Linked DNA regions of Mus musculus: all the other regions are linked to region 4. The links are chromatin contacts, called in public Hi-C, HiChIP or PLAC-seq and promoter capture Hi-C maps. All regions are on one chromosome and are shown on one strand. Each heading gives the region's core, a stretch centred on a gene start, on an enhancer-like site or on the middle of the called end of the contact. The rest is flanking DNA. Distances are from core to core; before and after follow the strand shown. Region 1 has its middle 21 kb from the start of Gm15762. Region 2 has its middle 40 kb from the start of Gm15762. Region 3 has its middle 31 kb from the start of Klhl42. Region 4 holds the start of Ccdc91 (coiled-coil domain containing 91). Region 5 holds the start of E330012B07Rik (RIKEN cDNA E330012B07 gene).

Region 1 (2,700 bases), core at 24-2,523, 270 kb before region 4:
GGGGGGGGGGCATCCTCTTGGAAACAGGGGGAGGAAGAATGGGATGTGGAACTGTTGGAGGGCAGACCAGGAAGGGGTAAAAACTGAACTGTAAAAAAATAAAAGTAATAAAGAAACAATCAAGGGCCCCCACAGGTGTGGGTCCTGTTACATATCGGATGAGATACTGGCTAGGCCTGGCTAATGAGGGAGCAGATGGGATAAGCCTGGGTTCTATGCAGAATTGGGGTGTTTGCCTTTCAGACTAAGACACTTTATGCCCAAAGCATTAGATTTATATTTAATGTGCAGCACATACACATATAAGCAAACTTTTAAATTTTCTCAGATTTCGTTACCTCATTTAGATGAGAAAAAAATCCCTTCATATTATAAAATTCTTGTCGAGATTAAATATAAAACTACATGAAAATGATTCATGTCATATCTAACATGTATAAAACACTCAGAAGTCACTAAATGCCATTCCTTTTTATCTCTCTGGCAATAGGAGAACAAAAAAACAAAAGACCTCATAGTCACAAACTTGAATTTAATTTAAAAGTGTGTCCTAAAGGTCACAGCCCTCTCCAGTTCCCACATCCCTTCATTAAAACTCGAAAGAAAGGAAGAAAGAAAGACTAAGAAAAGCAACAACTGCAGAAACTCCTATACCTAACATGGCTCTACAAAGTTTCACAGTAAATTCTTTAAAATCCATGAACTTAAACAATAGACAAAGCAACGGCACAACTGTAAACAAAAAAGGAGGAACGCAGCCCCAGTGCCAGGAGGATTTGACTGAATGAATCACACAGAAGGGAATGAAATGTGTGTTCTCTGGTTACACAACACAGCCTCCACCCTCTGAATCAGAGCTGCAAATGACTCCAAAAAAGGTAGACTCTGTCTGCCCCCACATCAGGGATGCGCGCTCCTCAGGAAGACAGGAACTCAATACGAGGCGCATAGGCCAGTGTACCAGGAGGCAGAGGCAGTGCCATGTTTCTCTACTCTTCCAACACAACGAACACCACCTCTTCTCACCTCTTTTTGGAAACCAGACTCCTAGACATGCTGTAAGAAGCTGTGAGGTCACAGGTGTAGGTCTGTATTTAGGATAATTTTAGCCAACGAATGAAAGCTTTGCAAGAAGGTACAAAGGAGCAAACTCAGGTCTGAGACCTTTACTTCTGTCCTTCCCATTATTTTCCACTGGACGGGGTCTCATGTGTCCCACGACATTCTTGAAGGATGACCTTGAATTCCTGATGCTTCTGCCTCGACCTCCTGAGTCACAGGATTGCAGGCATGTGCTACCATGCGTAGTTTAAACAGTACTAGGTGTTGAACCCAGGGATTCAAGCATGTTAGAGAAGCACTCTACCAATAGGTCATATTCTCAGCCATGTGCTGTCTTGGTCAAAAAAATGCTGTCTGAATCTCAGCTTAGTGATAAAACTAGGCCACCCAAGATACAGAAGATTTAACTTACACCCACGCATGCATGCATGCATGCATGCACATGCACGCAAGAATGCGCGCATGCGCGCAACACTGAGCATGCGCAGAGAGCTAGTTTTACTGTCAGGAGCATGATGGGATAGAAATAAACACATACTCTCAAGCTCTCACCTCTGGTAACATCTGCTTCAGTTCCAAAATTCAATTCTAACTTTGTCGGCCATCTCTTTTGGCAGACCTGTGAGATAAAACAGAAATAGCATCTTTACCAGAGCCCTCGGATTACTGAATACTTGGAGAAAGATAAGGTTGTGCTATTGACTGTGTCATTTAACAGGGTGAAAGGAGGTGAAGGGTCACTGCTCCAGGGCAGGGTCTGTGTCACGTTCAAGGCCTAAGAATACTTCATGCTCTTGACTCTGCCACTAAGTCAGCCTGCTTTACCATGAAAATTAACGCTGCAGGTTTGTACCTGAGTACTTTTTATGAGCCTATCTCCTGATAGTAGAAGACTTTAGTTGGCCCTAGAGCCATCCCTTCTCTCCTGACTTAAGAACTGTGTGTGGCAACCAGGAACTAAGGGTGGTCTATAGCTAACAACCACAAAGAAACTGAAGCCCTCCTCCCGACAATCACAAGGAACAGAATTATGCCAACACCAGCGTATGCTTGGAAGCTGGCCCTCCCAGCTGAGCCGGTAAGTGCACAGCCTCTGCTGACATTCGATTAGAGCCATGTGAGACCCAAAGTTGGGAACGCATCTCAGCAGTATCTGTTTTCATAACATGCAGAAAATGTGAGATAATAAACGGGTGTGTTGTTTGAAGCAGAGAGTTATGGTAACATTGCCATGGCAGTGGGAACAGACACAGATAGGATTAGCAAATCAACTCTGACGGCTCTGCACGGAACTCTTTTCGCATCGCATTTCAGACCTGGATCCATTTTGCTGTGTATAAAGATTATATTGAGGCAGATTTTATATATCATATCATTTTTCATGCATTGATGATTTTAGTATGTCTTGGGAACGTAAGAGCTCCTTTATATGACAGCCATATGGTACTATCCTATCTGACCAGTGCAGTAAAGCACCATCTTTAATATCATCAAACACTCATTGTTCCAGGGTCTCTTATTCTCTTTTGAACGTTGTTCTATGATTATTTGTCTTAGAGTCACTATTGTTGTGATGAAACACTATGACCAAAAACAACTTGGAGAGGAAAAGGTTTATTTGCCTTTCATACCCTGAGT
Region 2 (2,727 bases), core at 156-2,655, 280 kb before region 4:
ATAAGGCTCTGAGTTAAAATCCACATAAAAATGTAGAAATGGCTGTATATGCCTCTGGGAGTGTGGACAAGCAAATTCTGGAGGCTTTCTGACATCCAAGCTGGCCAAAAGGATGAACTTCTACTCCATTGAGGCTTTGGTTCAAGTCAGGAGAGATGGTGGAAGAAGATGATTGGAATCCCCCCTTAGGCAAATAGGCATCACACACATCTGCACAATATATACACATACATATGTATATAAACACATATACACATGCAGCACATAAATATGACACAACACACACAACACACACATATACACACAACACATACATATAACACACAAGCAACACACACCTACAGCACACAAACCCATACCTATTAATACATATATAAATCACATATAATACGAATACCATATTCACATGACACACAAATGTAACACATAACTACACATACATGCCACATATATACACAGAAACTTTATAATGTGAGGTTTTAAGTGATGACAGGTTTGATTTTCTTTGATTTCATAGAAAGTATCTTTAATGATGAAGTACAGTGCTTGTCCAGGAGCCTGTGTCATTGATCAAAGGCTCTGAGGTTGTCATTCCAAATCCACCTTTTGCTCAGCATCTAAACCCATCTGAACCTCCCATGCTATGCACTCCCCAGGGTCATGTTTGATGCCCTCCAGGGGACAATTGATGGCATGTTATCCATGTGTGTCAAGGCCTGCCTAGCCCTCTTTGGTAGGAAATCTCTCCACTCACAGCCCTCTTCTAAAGGTAAACAGATTGCTAAGCTTCAATGCCATTGTGGTCAGGAAAGTCTGAGGGCTATAGGAAAATGTGTCCCTGGCACACACACAGGGAAACGCTGCTCTGTATTTGAACCACGCAAGATATCATGAAACTCTACAACTGAAAGCAAGATACATCTGTGTAGAGCATACTTGTTCCCAGTTCACTGGGAAGCTCTTATGAGACAAACAGTACTATCTCTCCTCAATTGAAATTATTAAATGTTCTGCCTTGTGGGTTTTTATACTAGCTTAAACATTGTACTAGGAACATAGAATATATCTTTTATCTTTATTACAGACAGTAAGTACTCTGTTAAGTTTTATATCCAAAGAGTGTTTCACTCTTTCTGCCCAATTGTGGTCTTGTTTAATACCAACTTCCCAGGCTCAGCCAACTGAAACCGTGTGTCCTTTGCACTCAAGGACGGCCTTTGAGAGAGATGTACCCCAGCTCTCTTCTGCTGTTATGAAAACTGCCAAGGCAAACACAGCCCAGAAAAATACTAGAGCAATCACAGGAAGGGGCACATCATCTCCTCTCACTGCCCCATTCTCTTGCTGTGACCAAGTCCCCTCCAGTGGGAGGGATCTGGGCAGGGCAGGAAGGAGAGTTCTCAGAGCTGAGTCACCTAGTAACTTGATAAGAAAGTCAGTTGTGACAATTAGGAAAGTCAGCCTTGCAAAGTGGGGTCTTAAGTGACTCATTTGGTTTTTTTTTTCTTTTCATATATATGTGTGTGTGTGTGTGTGTGTGTGTGTGTGTGTGTCCTCCAGGACCTGGATCATAGGGGCTTTTCCTGATACTTCTGTGTGCAGCAGCCCCTTGCTACACTTTCTAATGGGCTGTCCCCTGGCATCTCAACCTCAGTCATCTCTGGATTCTTCTAGGTCCCTACATAGCACAGCAATGTAACACTGAAATCATTTCAGAGGTCAGAAACCCCAAACCAAGTCAGAGACCTTCTCCATCAAAGGCCATAACCACCCTACTCAGCCACACACTAAGGAGGGAAAGCCATTTACTTTTATGGACTATAAGCTTTAATAAATAATAATTGTCATCATCAGTTATGACCATTCATCCAAAGTGGCTTGAACATTAATAAAAATATCCTTGTTTCTCACCGGCTCGCTTCTGGTGCCAGGAAGACCAGTGTGCTCACTCCCTTCCTTTCAATCATAAACGCAGCTTATCTCCTGGGAACAAGACCTTCTCCCAGGCTGTACCTGCACCTCCCATAACCGTAAACATGCAAGTAGATTCGGTGCAGTGGGTGGATATTCCTTCCAAGCTAGTGGAAAATTTGTACGGCCAGTTTTTAGAAACTGGGCAATGAGTACCTGTGAGATCCAGAAATACGTTTCACCACAGTTTTCAAGTGTATGTCTGACCTCCCTAAATAAGCTTTAAGTTCCTTGTGGGAAGATTCATGTCTTAAATGAATCCTACTCTCTGGAATGTCGGATGTAATATGCAAATTTCTCTTCCAGGTGTAATAAGCTATACTACATTGAGTGTCTTTGCATCTGTTAAAATGTGTTACATTCTGTTTGGGCCAGACAATGCAGGTGGGGAGGGTGCGGAGGTGGGGGTAGGAGACAAATGAGCTGCTTCCTCACTTCTCCTTAAGGGCCTGGAAGACGGAGAAACAGGTAGTTGGGGATGATTGATGCCTAGTTTGGGCTAGGTTACAGCAGTACATGGAAGAGGAGTTGAGCTGTAGGTCTGGTTTATGAAGACCTACATAAAAGCTATTATGAAGATAGCTTTTGCAAGATGCTCTGTCAAGCAAGAAGACACTGAGCTGCTATTTTGAGTAGGCAACCCAGTCCTGCATCATGTGTGAACAGATGATCTGGTCTCATGGAAGAGAGGGCAAATCCAGACAGGGTGAGTTGAATGGAGGGAACATGAAGGTGGACTTGCACACTGGGGATCAA
Region 3 (2,724 bases), core at 172-2,671, 350 kb after region 4:
ACTAGCAATAAAGATACATAAGCAGTAAAGACAGCTCAATCAAATACTGTGTGTGTGTGTGTGTGTGTGTGTGTGTGTGTGTGTGTGTGTGTGCATTTCTCTGTGCATGTACTTGTGCCATTTTGAGGTATGCAAATGCACATGAGTGCAGATGAAGACTAAAGGTCATGCCAGATGTCTTTCTTATTCAATCTCTGCTTTGTGTTTTTGAGACAAACTCACTAAACCTGAGCTCGCTGGTTGGGCTATACTGGCTGATGAGAAAGCTCTGGGGTCCTCCTGTCTCTGGTCCCTGGCACTCATACACAGGAATGAGCTGCGCTCAGCTTTTACTTGGGTGACAGGGGTGCAAACTCAGGTATGCATGCTTGCACAGCAAGCAGTTGGCCAACTAGATCATCTACCCAGCCGGCCCCAGAAACATTCCTCTTGGTATTGCAACAGTGTAATAAAAATAATAGCCATCTATTCTGGTAAAGTTATATACAGTCAGGTATTGCTCATGGATAGGACATAATCTAAGAAACAGCATCAGAGGGGTTTTCCCTTCTATGAATATCAGAGAGCATCCTCACACAAACTCAGATGGCTTCAGCATCTCGAGGCAATATGATCTTATGGGAGGCCTGTCATTGACTGAACAGAATACTGCATTTATTATCTAATGGCATGAAGTACAATCATCAAGACTTGGTCACTGGGTGTCACTCACTCTGTGTCTGTAAGAGACATAAACACCAACAAATGATTTCTAGAATCAAGCTATTATTCCCAGAAAAAGATAGCCATTTGTGACCCGTTGGTTTTCAAGAAATACTTAACACTGTGCAGAGAAAACTTACTGATATAGATTTGGTGACAAAACTATTGAGGGGGATAGAGCTGTTACTTTCCTGGTTGCTGTGAGATCATTCCTAACAAGAGCTGCTTAAGGGGGGATAGGTTTATCTGGACTCACGTTATGGAGGGATGGTGCCCACCAAGTCCATCACGGTGGTATTGGGGTGGGAACCGTTACGACTCACATCTTGATGGAACGAGAAGCAGGAAGAACGAGAGGAGGGGGCAAGGAAGGCTCTAAACCTCAAAGGCTTGCCTGTGCAACCTTCCCGAGCAGCGACACCAGCCAAGGACCAGTGTTTCAGTGCGTGAACCTGTTGGGGAAATTTCACACTCGAGCCACAAAGGGCGGGGAAGTAATGTGCATTTCCACGATCCTCAGATCCGGAGTCGGGTGGGAACTGGGTTTAATCAACCCATGGCCTCAGAAGGCAAAACAGGGCTTTTGGATCACAGTAGGTTAAACAGTGGGTCCCCAGACTGGAGGTTTTCAGACCTAGTAGGACGGGAGGAAGTTGGGTGGAGCCGGGAAGAGGAGGGATACTGCAAGAGCCTAAAAAGAGTGAGATTCTGAGTCACCGTTTCCACACAGTGAGGATAAAGGAGGCATCTCCACAGCGTCTGCCTGACAAAACGCTGGACTGGGCTGGGACTAAATAAAGCAACAGGAAAGGGAGGGTCTTGTCGGCAGCACTCCATTCAGTGGGATGTTTTGACTACAGTTCAGCTCTAGCACTCCTTGCTGAGAACTTGACTAGAATTGGTATTCACAGTCCACATACATCCTCCAAGGGGATTTTTTTCTTTTAATTTCAGAAACCCCCATCTCCTGCCTCATTCTGACCACATTAGAACCTGGCATAGTGGGACGGGGCTGGGTTTGACCCTGTCTCTGGAATAGTTGAGACGTCTCTCCTGTTCATTTTTCTCTTTCTCTCTCTTACTTCTCGGTGCGGAGCCAGCGAGAGGAGCCAGGTGGAAACTAAGGCTCTCTGTTTATGACTGAACAGGTACACCACAGACAGCAATGCCAGTGTTCTGCCCATGGCCTCCCACACACCCAGACTGCCCCAAGTCCCACCTGGAAGGACCAGGCCCTGGTAGCCAGGACGATGGTCCCACGTCTGGACTGATTGAAACCAGGCTTATTTGCTTAAGAACAACATTCGAATAGAGGCCCCTCAGAAACTCACATTTCCATATTGACTGGGGATTTTTGTTTATTACAAATGAGGTTAAGAAACCATTCTGTATAGTGGCTAAATGAAAAATCAACATGTGTTCAGAGAGCCCAGCAGCAACGGTGATAATAACTGCATTCTTGCATGACAGAACCTTCCCTTGAAGGCACCAGGGGGCAGCGGGGTCATCATCCCCAATCTCTCCAGTGAGAGAATGTGTTGCAGACGGGCAACTTAACTGCAGGTGGCCACTAACAGAGGGTGCCTGTGCTCTTCCCGTGTCGCTGGAGCTTGAAATGTGTGCATATTATTTCAATGTGTCTGACAGGAGGTGGCAAGAAAGCAGTTCTATTTCTTGCTATCTTTTTTATCATGCATGTGTGTTTAGCATATGTACATGTTGGTCAGAGGACCATTTGGGGGAGTTGCTTCTCTCTCTCTACCCTGTGGGTCTGTCCGTCATCAGGCTTGGTGGGAAGCACTCCCATAAAGCCATCTCACTGTCCCTATGATTTTTGTTGTTTGTTTTTGAGATGGGAATCTCATGTAGCCCAGGCTAGCCTCCAACTCACTATGCATAGCCAAGGATGACCCTGATCTTCTGATCTTCTTGCCTCTACCTCCCAAGTTCTAGGATCACAAAACTGCTCCACCAAGTCCGGTTTATTCGAAACCTTAACCTAGGGCCTCACGCGTGGCAGGC
Region 4 (2,700 bases), core at 191-2,690:
AGGCTCTTTCTCTCTCACACACACACACACCCCAGAGAGAGAGAGAGAGAGAGAGAGAGAGAGAGAACAAACAATGGATGCTTCTCTAGGTGATTTCCTAAAGTTTTCTTTTTCTGTGAAGTATTATGATGATTAATATTTTTCTTAAAAACTCAAAAATCCTGGACTTTCTCATTTTGTTTTATGTTTTTTTCCAATTTGGAGTATGGTGTTGCTAGGCAACCAGTTCACAGTTCCCAGCCCACTGAAACATCTCTAGACATCCTAGGAGACACCAAACTTCCTCACCTCTCACCAGGCAATTCTTCACACATTAACACACCACATAGTGGCACCAAGGTGCAGCGGACCTAGCATCTTCCTGAGCCATTTATCCCAACAGGTGAGGTTCAAACAACCCCAAAAGCAACACAAGGTGTGGCTAAGATGACTACAAGTGCACTTCTCCTCGGTTTCTGTCGCCCAGGAAACTGTGAGTACTCTGCAGGCTTTTGTCTTAAATCCTGAGGTGACAGCTGACCCACCCTGTGACAAGATGGCAATCCCTCAACCACGCAGCATGCAAACATGTTCCATAGCCTTCCACAGAGCCGGGAAGTTTAAAACTAGGGGCGAAGACGTGTCAATGTCTGCACAGTGGAGGGATAAGTCGGAATTCGTGGGCGGCCTCTGAGGGACCTAAGCTGAGCCCAAAGCCTTCACTTCCCCAGAGCGGAGGGCCAAGATCACGGCGGCCTCACCATCCCAGAGCTGTCAGAGCAGCTGACAACTCTTGTGCAAAGCTCCCTCCTGCGGAGGCAGCCGCGCAGACGCGGCATCCTGGGGGGGCGGGGAAAGGTGTGTAACAGACAGAGGCCAAGCGCTCCGCACGATGCTCGCCTGGGGTGAGAACCCGAGACGCCACTGAGGGTGTGTCCAGCGATCAGCTCTCCAGAACTCCGAGTGCACAGTGCGCGCTTTCCCAAGGTCTGAGACCGGAAGGGGTGCGCCGCTCGGCACCGACGGGAACCGCATCAGGGTCAACACTTCCGTTCCGCCGGGGCAACTACAGCGCGGACAACAAGCGGACTTACTATGGCTCTCCACTCGGGACTACCCAAGTGCAGGGCCCCGCGGGCGAGGGCGGGAGCGAGGTGTCTCCCTGACCCAGGTCCCGTGAGTCGCCCGGCCGCGGCCTCGCGACTCGCAGTAACTTGGTCACGTTCCCACCCGCGGCCGAGACCCGGACCCAGACGGCGAGCACCCGATTACCTGCGCCCACCGCAGTGCTCCCCGCGCTGTTGCGCGTCACACCCGGCTCTCAGACACTGGCTCCGGGACACCGGCTACGCAACCACCCCCCTCCCGGTGACTGCTGGCCCAGGAACCCACGTTCGGGCAGCCCACACACCACCCGGCGTCCAGGACATCCTCACCGGAAGTTGATTTCTACCTAGGCCCGCCCAGGCCTGCGCGCGGCGCTCCAGGCATCCGCGGGCGCATCACATGACCCCCCAAGAGGAGGCCAGCTGAGCCTCATCTGAAGAGAGACCTGACCTGTGAAGTGGATTGACCTGATATACACTGGCCTGACCATCCTCAAAAACTACATCATGTCTTTATCTTTTGTCCTGAGCCAAAACAAACTATTCAACAGATATTCCTCCTAACAGAGATTCAGCTGGCTAGGCCACAAGAAGAACCTCCTAGTTGAGTGATTCTCAGGTAATTGACTCTGCTATAGATTGGCTTCGACTTAACGCTTTTCCTGACCTTTCTCAAGATCTACCTCCTAGTAAAGGTTCTCAATCTCTCTTAGTGACAGGCCCATAAAACCACCTACCAAATCTGAATTTTTCTTCTGTCCAGAACTCGAATCTACCACGAGAAGAGCCTTTGCCTCTTACAAACAACCAAAATGTGAGAACTGAATAAAGCACCCGGCACTATGACATGCTCAAGAAATGTTTGACGTGATGTCTGGACCTATCGGCTTAGCGGAACTCTCAAGTTCCTGAACGTGCCCAAGCTGAAAGCTTCTCTAAACCACTGGATTTTAAAGATCTTCAGCGCTAGGACTGTAGCACTTGTAATCAACTCTCTCATAGCAGTTCGTTCATATTCCACTAAAAACAGTTGTTTTTTAGCTGTTCCACATCCTTACAGCAAAGCTGTCAGTCAACATCTTTTCCTGAAGGGAATATGCCATACACTTGGTAGGTTTTTGTTTGAAGGGGAGAGTAATTGTGTAGACTGTCGTGACTGTTACATAGAAATGGTCAACAGGTAGCACACTTCTCAGATGGTTTAGACAACATTCACTTAATTTTTATTGAACGTATACCATTTACTTGGAACTAGTCAAGTGGTAACAATCTGGGAATGAACCAAATATATCCAAGATATTTTACTGCCTAGTGCCCTGATCGTTTGAATGTGAGTCTGTGGACAACTTCTAATCTTCACACAGAGAGCATTATTGGGAATTGCTTTTCTCTTCCTTCCACTGAACAAAATTGACTGAACTATCTTTAATCTCTGTACTGAGTGGGAAGTATCAACAGGATCTTGACATGCCTTCACTGAGCTGGGCAACTTGAAGTCCTTAGTGAACAACTAATACTGAGCAGGTCACCTCTTCTGACCTTTTCCATCCTGCCCATTCTTTGCACAAATAAGTTGTATTTCTCTTATAGAAATTTGATGCTTCCTTACACACAT
Region 5 (2,700 bases), core at 164-2,663, 300 kb after region 4:
CCCACAGATATCCCCACAGGTCAATCCAATAGAGACAATCATCTCTCATTAAGATTCTCTTCCCAGGAGGCAAGCCTGCTGCCATACAGCAGAAGATGGGTGGAAGACACCCAGAGGCGAGAAGGCACCACTATCATGGCAAGTGTGTGGTGGAGAGACAGAAGAAAAAGAACAGTTTATGCAGTATGATAAGAGGAGAAACTGGAAATGTGAGGGTGATGAGGAACAGCCTGATGTGAGTAGTTTGTGCTGCCACCTGAGGCCATGTCTGGGTCAATGGTCAATGGCCTCTGTGGGCACTGCACATGCATGCAAGCAAAACACCTAAACACATGAAATAAAATAAAATATAAACATTTTAATAAAAATAAAAATATCACTGGCTGCTTTTGCCCCAAAAAGGACAGACAGTTCAGCATATATATATCAACAAATGTACCACATGCAAAGAGAATCAAGGTCAACACAAATTATCATCTCAATGGAACAGAAAGGCCTTTTATATAACATAACATCTTTTGTGATAAAGGCTCTGAAGATACTAGAAAGAAAGGGACCATAATCAAGGGCACATGGGTCAGAGCTAGAGCTTACAGAATGAAGAACACCAAAAACATTTTCTCTAAAATCAATAGCAGTGTGGCAATGTCCACTCTCTTTACAGTGATTTAAGCTGAAATGAAAGCAATAAGACAGAAACAGGAATTAAAAGGAAACAAATAGAAAACAAAGAAACTGGAGTATACTTGTTTGTAGATGACGTCATCCTACAATGGGAATGCTCTAAAGACTCCCATGAGACTCTGAGGTCTGGTAAACACCTTCAGCAAAGGGGCACAAGATCAACATACTAGAAGTTATTGTTTTTCCTTTATACCAATATACAGTTATAGCCATGATTTCCCCCACAGGTACAGAAAAAAAATGTGTGTTTAGAAAAACAATGCCTGTTGAACAAATGTTTCTGATGAATCTGGATAGCCTCACGTGGAAAACTGAAACCAGATTCACAGGTCTCACTTTGCACAAAAGTCAGACCACAGTGGACCAGAAACTTACTGTAAGACCTGCAACCACTGGACGAAAGCACAGGAGCAACAGCTCAAAACACAGCAGAGGAGGCTTTCTGAGAGGGCAGCTCTAGCTCCGGAAATGGCTCCAAACATGAAAAATTAAAATAAGGGGCTTTTACACAACAGAGAGAATCAGTGTGCAGGACGGAAGAAAATACTTTGTTGCTTGTGATCTCTTAGGGGCCTGACCTGGTTTGCTTCTCTGTAACTGTGATAAACCCTGACCAAAAAGCACATTAGGCAGAAAAAGGATAATTTTCACTTACAGGTTTCAGTCTATCCCAGGGTAGCTGAGGCAGGAACTCAAGGCAGGAGAACAGTTGCTTACTGCCTTCCTTTCCCTGACTTGCTCAGCTACCTTTCTTATACAACCCAGGTTACCTGCCCAGAGATGACTCCGCCTACCGTGGGCTGGCCCCTCCCACATCAATTAGCAATCAACAGAATGCCCCACAGATGTACCCACAGGCCAAGCTTATCTAAACAGTTTCTCTGGTATGATTTTCCTCCCCTGGGTATGTTCAGGCTTGTGTCAAGTTCTCAAAAACCAACCAGCACAGGGACTAATGTCCACCATATATAAAGAACTCAAATCATTAAACACTCAAAGAACCAATAACCCCATCAATAAATGAAAGGATAAACTGAGCAGTTTTCAAATGAAGAAATGCATATTGTCATGAAAAACATTCAACATTTTTAGCCATTAGATTGCTCAGTGAGCGCACTGAAGCAAGGTGTGGTGCCTGAATCTATAATCCCAATATGGGGGTGGTGGAGGAAGAAGGGCATGTGTTCAAGGCCAGACCAGGAGTTAGAGGCTAGCCTGCACTATACACAAAGAAGCTGGACAGCTATTGTTCAATGACATAGAGTTTCCATTTTACAAGATAGAAAGGGATGGTGGCTACAAAGAGTCATCATTTTCAATGCCACTGGACAGGACACTTTCAGAATGGCCAAAATGGGAAATTTCATGTTGCAAATACTTTGCTACAATTAATACAGGGGGGGGGGGAGCTGAGGAAATGACTCAACGGGTAAGAGTGCTTATTTTAAAAGCATGAGGATTGGATTCCAATACCCAGCACACACACACACACACACACACACACACACACACACACGCAGCAGGGCATAGCTGTGTGTGCCAGTAACTCCAGCATTGGGGAGTGGAGGCAGGTAGATTCTGAGAGCTCGATGGCCAGCCAGCCAGCTTAGCCTCTCAGTGGAAGACCCTGTCTCAGGGCAATAAGACAGAGAGTGAGAGAGGAAGACATCTGACATTCTCACACACCCACATCTTAGTGCACACACAACACATACCCCAAAATAAAACACAAACACTGTTCAATAGCAAGATTCTAAGAAACCAAGATGCCCTCATAGAGCTCACAGTACAGCAGAAGAGATCGATGGAGGCAGTGTCTAAAACGGGCCTCCCAGACTGGTGTTCACAAGGCAAAAGGGAGTGAGGCGAGGGTCGGGTGGGGTGTCCTAACACGCTCTAAATCCAGTTTCTAAATCCAGTACAACCTCACCTTAGTGTAGTCACCTATTTGAAAAATATTTAGTGAGCACTCCTCTTAAGAAGATACTCTCGAGTAGAACGTACATTTCCTTTGAG

What was found. Promoter capture Hi-C pulls out the DNA fragments that hold promoters and counts their contacts. Hi-C and Micro-C count contacts between places; a contact is called where the count stands out from the background. HiChIP or PLAC-seq counts read pairs in DNA pulled down with a chosen protein or histone mark.
Region 1: a contact with region 4 is called in an HNF4G HiChIP or PLAC-seq map of pancreatic cancer cells. The contact joins the enhancer-like site here to the promoter of Ccdc91 in region 4. A contact is called at or near these places in 6 of 39 promoter capture datasets (the 3T3-L1 cell line, 3T3-L1-derived adipocytes, embryonic stem cells and 3 more), 2 of 484 Hi-C or Micro-C datasets (adipose-derived mesenchymal stem cells and uterus), 4 of 115 datasets of contacts at active chromatin or transcription factors (cardiomyocytes, embryonic stem cells, oligodendrocyte precursor cells and 1 more) and 1 of 9 other capture datasets (pancreatic islet).
Region 2: a FOXA1 HiChIP or PLAC-seq map of pancreatic cancer cells shows a contact between it and region 4. The contact joins the enhancer-like site here to the promoter of Ccdc91 in region 4. A contact is called at or near these places in 6 of 39 promoter capture datasets (the 3T3-L1 cell line, 3T3-L1-derived adipocytes, hippocampal neurons and 3 more), 2 of 484 Hi-C or Micro-C datasets (myocytes and uterus), 5 of 115 datasets of contacts at active chromatin or transcription factors (cardiomyocytes, embryonic stem cells, oligodendrocyte precursor cells and 1 more) and 2 of 9 other capture datasets (adipose tissue and pancreatic islet).
Region 3: a Hi-C map of cerebral cortex shows a contact between it and region 4, with 1.7 times the contacts expected there. The contact joins the enhancer-like site here to the promoter of Ccdc91 in region 4. A contact is called at or near these places in 5 of 39 promoter capture datasets (embryonic stem cells and hippocampal neurons), 4 of 484 Hi-C or Micro-C datasets (cerebral cortex, embryonic stem cells and pancreatic cancer cells) and 5 of 115 datasets of contacts at active chromatin or transcription factors (embryonic stem cells, forebrain, large pre-B cells and 1 more).
Region 5: a promoter capture Hi-C map of hippocampal neurons shows a contact between it and region 4, with 4 times the contacts expected there. The contact joins the promoter of E330012B07Rik here to the promoter of Ccdc91 in region 4. A contact is called at or near these places in 2 of 39 promoter capture datasets (hippocampal neurons and maxillary cranial neural crest), 1 of 484 Hi-C or Micro-C datasets (embryonic stem cells), 4 of 115 datasets of contacts at active chromatin or transcription factors (embryonic stem cells and pancreatic cancer cells) and 1 of 9 other capture datasets (adipose tissue).

Annotation. Positions count from the first base shown.
Region 1 is chr6:147,739,789-147,742,488 of GRCm38.p6, reverse strand. No RefSeq gene overlaps it. Among named protein-coding and RNA genes, the nearest start is that of Gm15762, 21 kb to the right of the region's middle. Within about 2 kb of position 1,273, at least 45 of the 459 cell types and tissues checked have an H3K27ac peak or open chromatin away from gene starts, as enhancers often do. A contact at or near this core is called in adipose-derived mesenchymal stem cells, pancreatic cancer cells and uterus, where this site is marked.
Region 2 is chr6:147,758,954-147,761,680 of GRCm38.p6, reverse strand. No RefSeq gene overlaps it. Among named protein-coding and RNA genes, the nearest start is that of Gm15762, 40 kb to the right of the region's middle. Within about 2 kb of position 1,405, at least 44 of the 459 cell types and tissues checked have an H3K27ac peak or open chromatin away from gene starts, as enhancers often do. A contact at or near this core is called in pancreatic cancer cells and uterus, where this site is marked.
Region 3 is chr6:147,120,233-147,122,956 of GRCm38.p6, reverse strand. No RefSeq gene overlaps it. Among named protein-coding and RNA genes, the nearest start is that of Klhl42, 31 kb to the right of the region's middle. Within about 2 kb of position 1,421, at least 6 of the 459 cell types and tissues checked have an H3K27ac peak or open chromatin away from gene starts, as enhancers often do. A contact at or near this core is called in cerebral cortex, where this site is marked.
Region 4 is chr6:147,474,611-147,477,310 of GRCm38.p6, reverse strand. Ccdc91 (coiled-coil domain containing 91) reads right to left here and starts at 1,440. Exons shown (of 13, transcript NM_025911.2): 1 at 1,252-1,440. Gm6288 (a long non-coding RNA gene) reads left to right here and starts at 1,492. Exons shown (of 4, transcript XR_869623.3): 1 at 1,492-2,195.
Region 5 is chr6:147,178,954-147,181,653 of GRCm38.p6, reverse strand. E330012B07Rik (RIKEN cDNA E330012B07 gene) reads right to left here and starts at 1,413. Exons shown (of 3, transcript NR_033640.1): 1 at 1,340-1,413.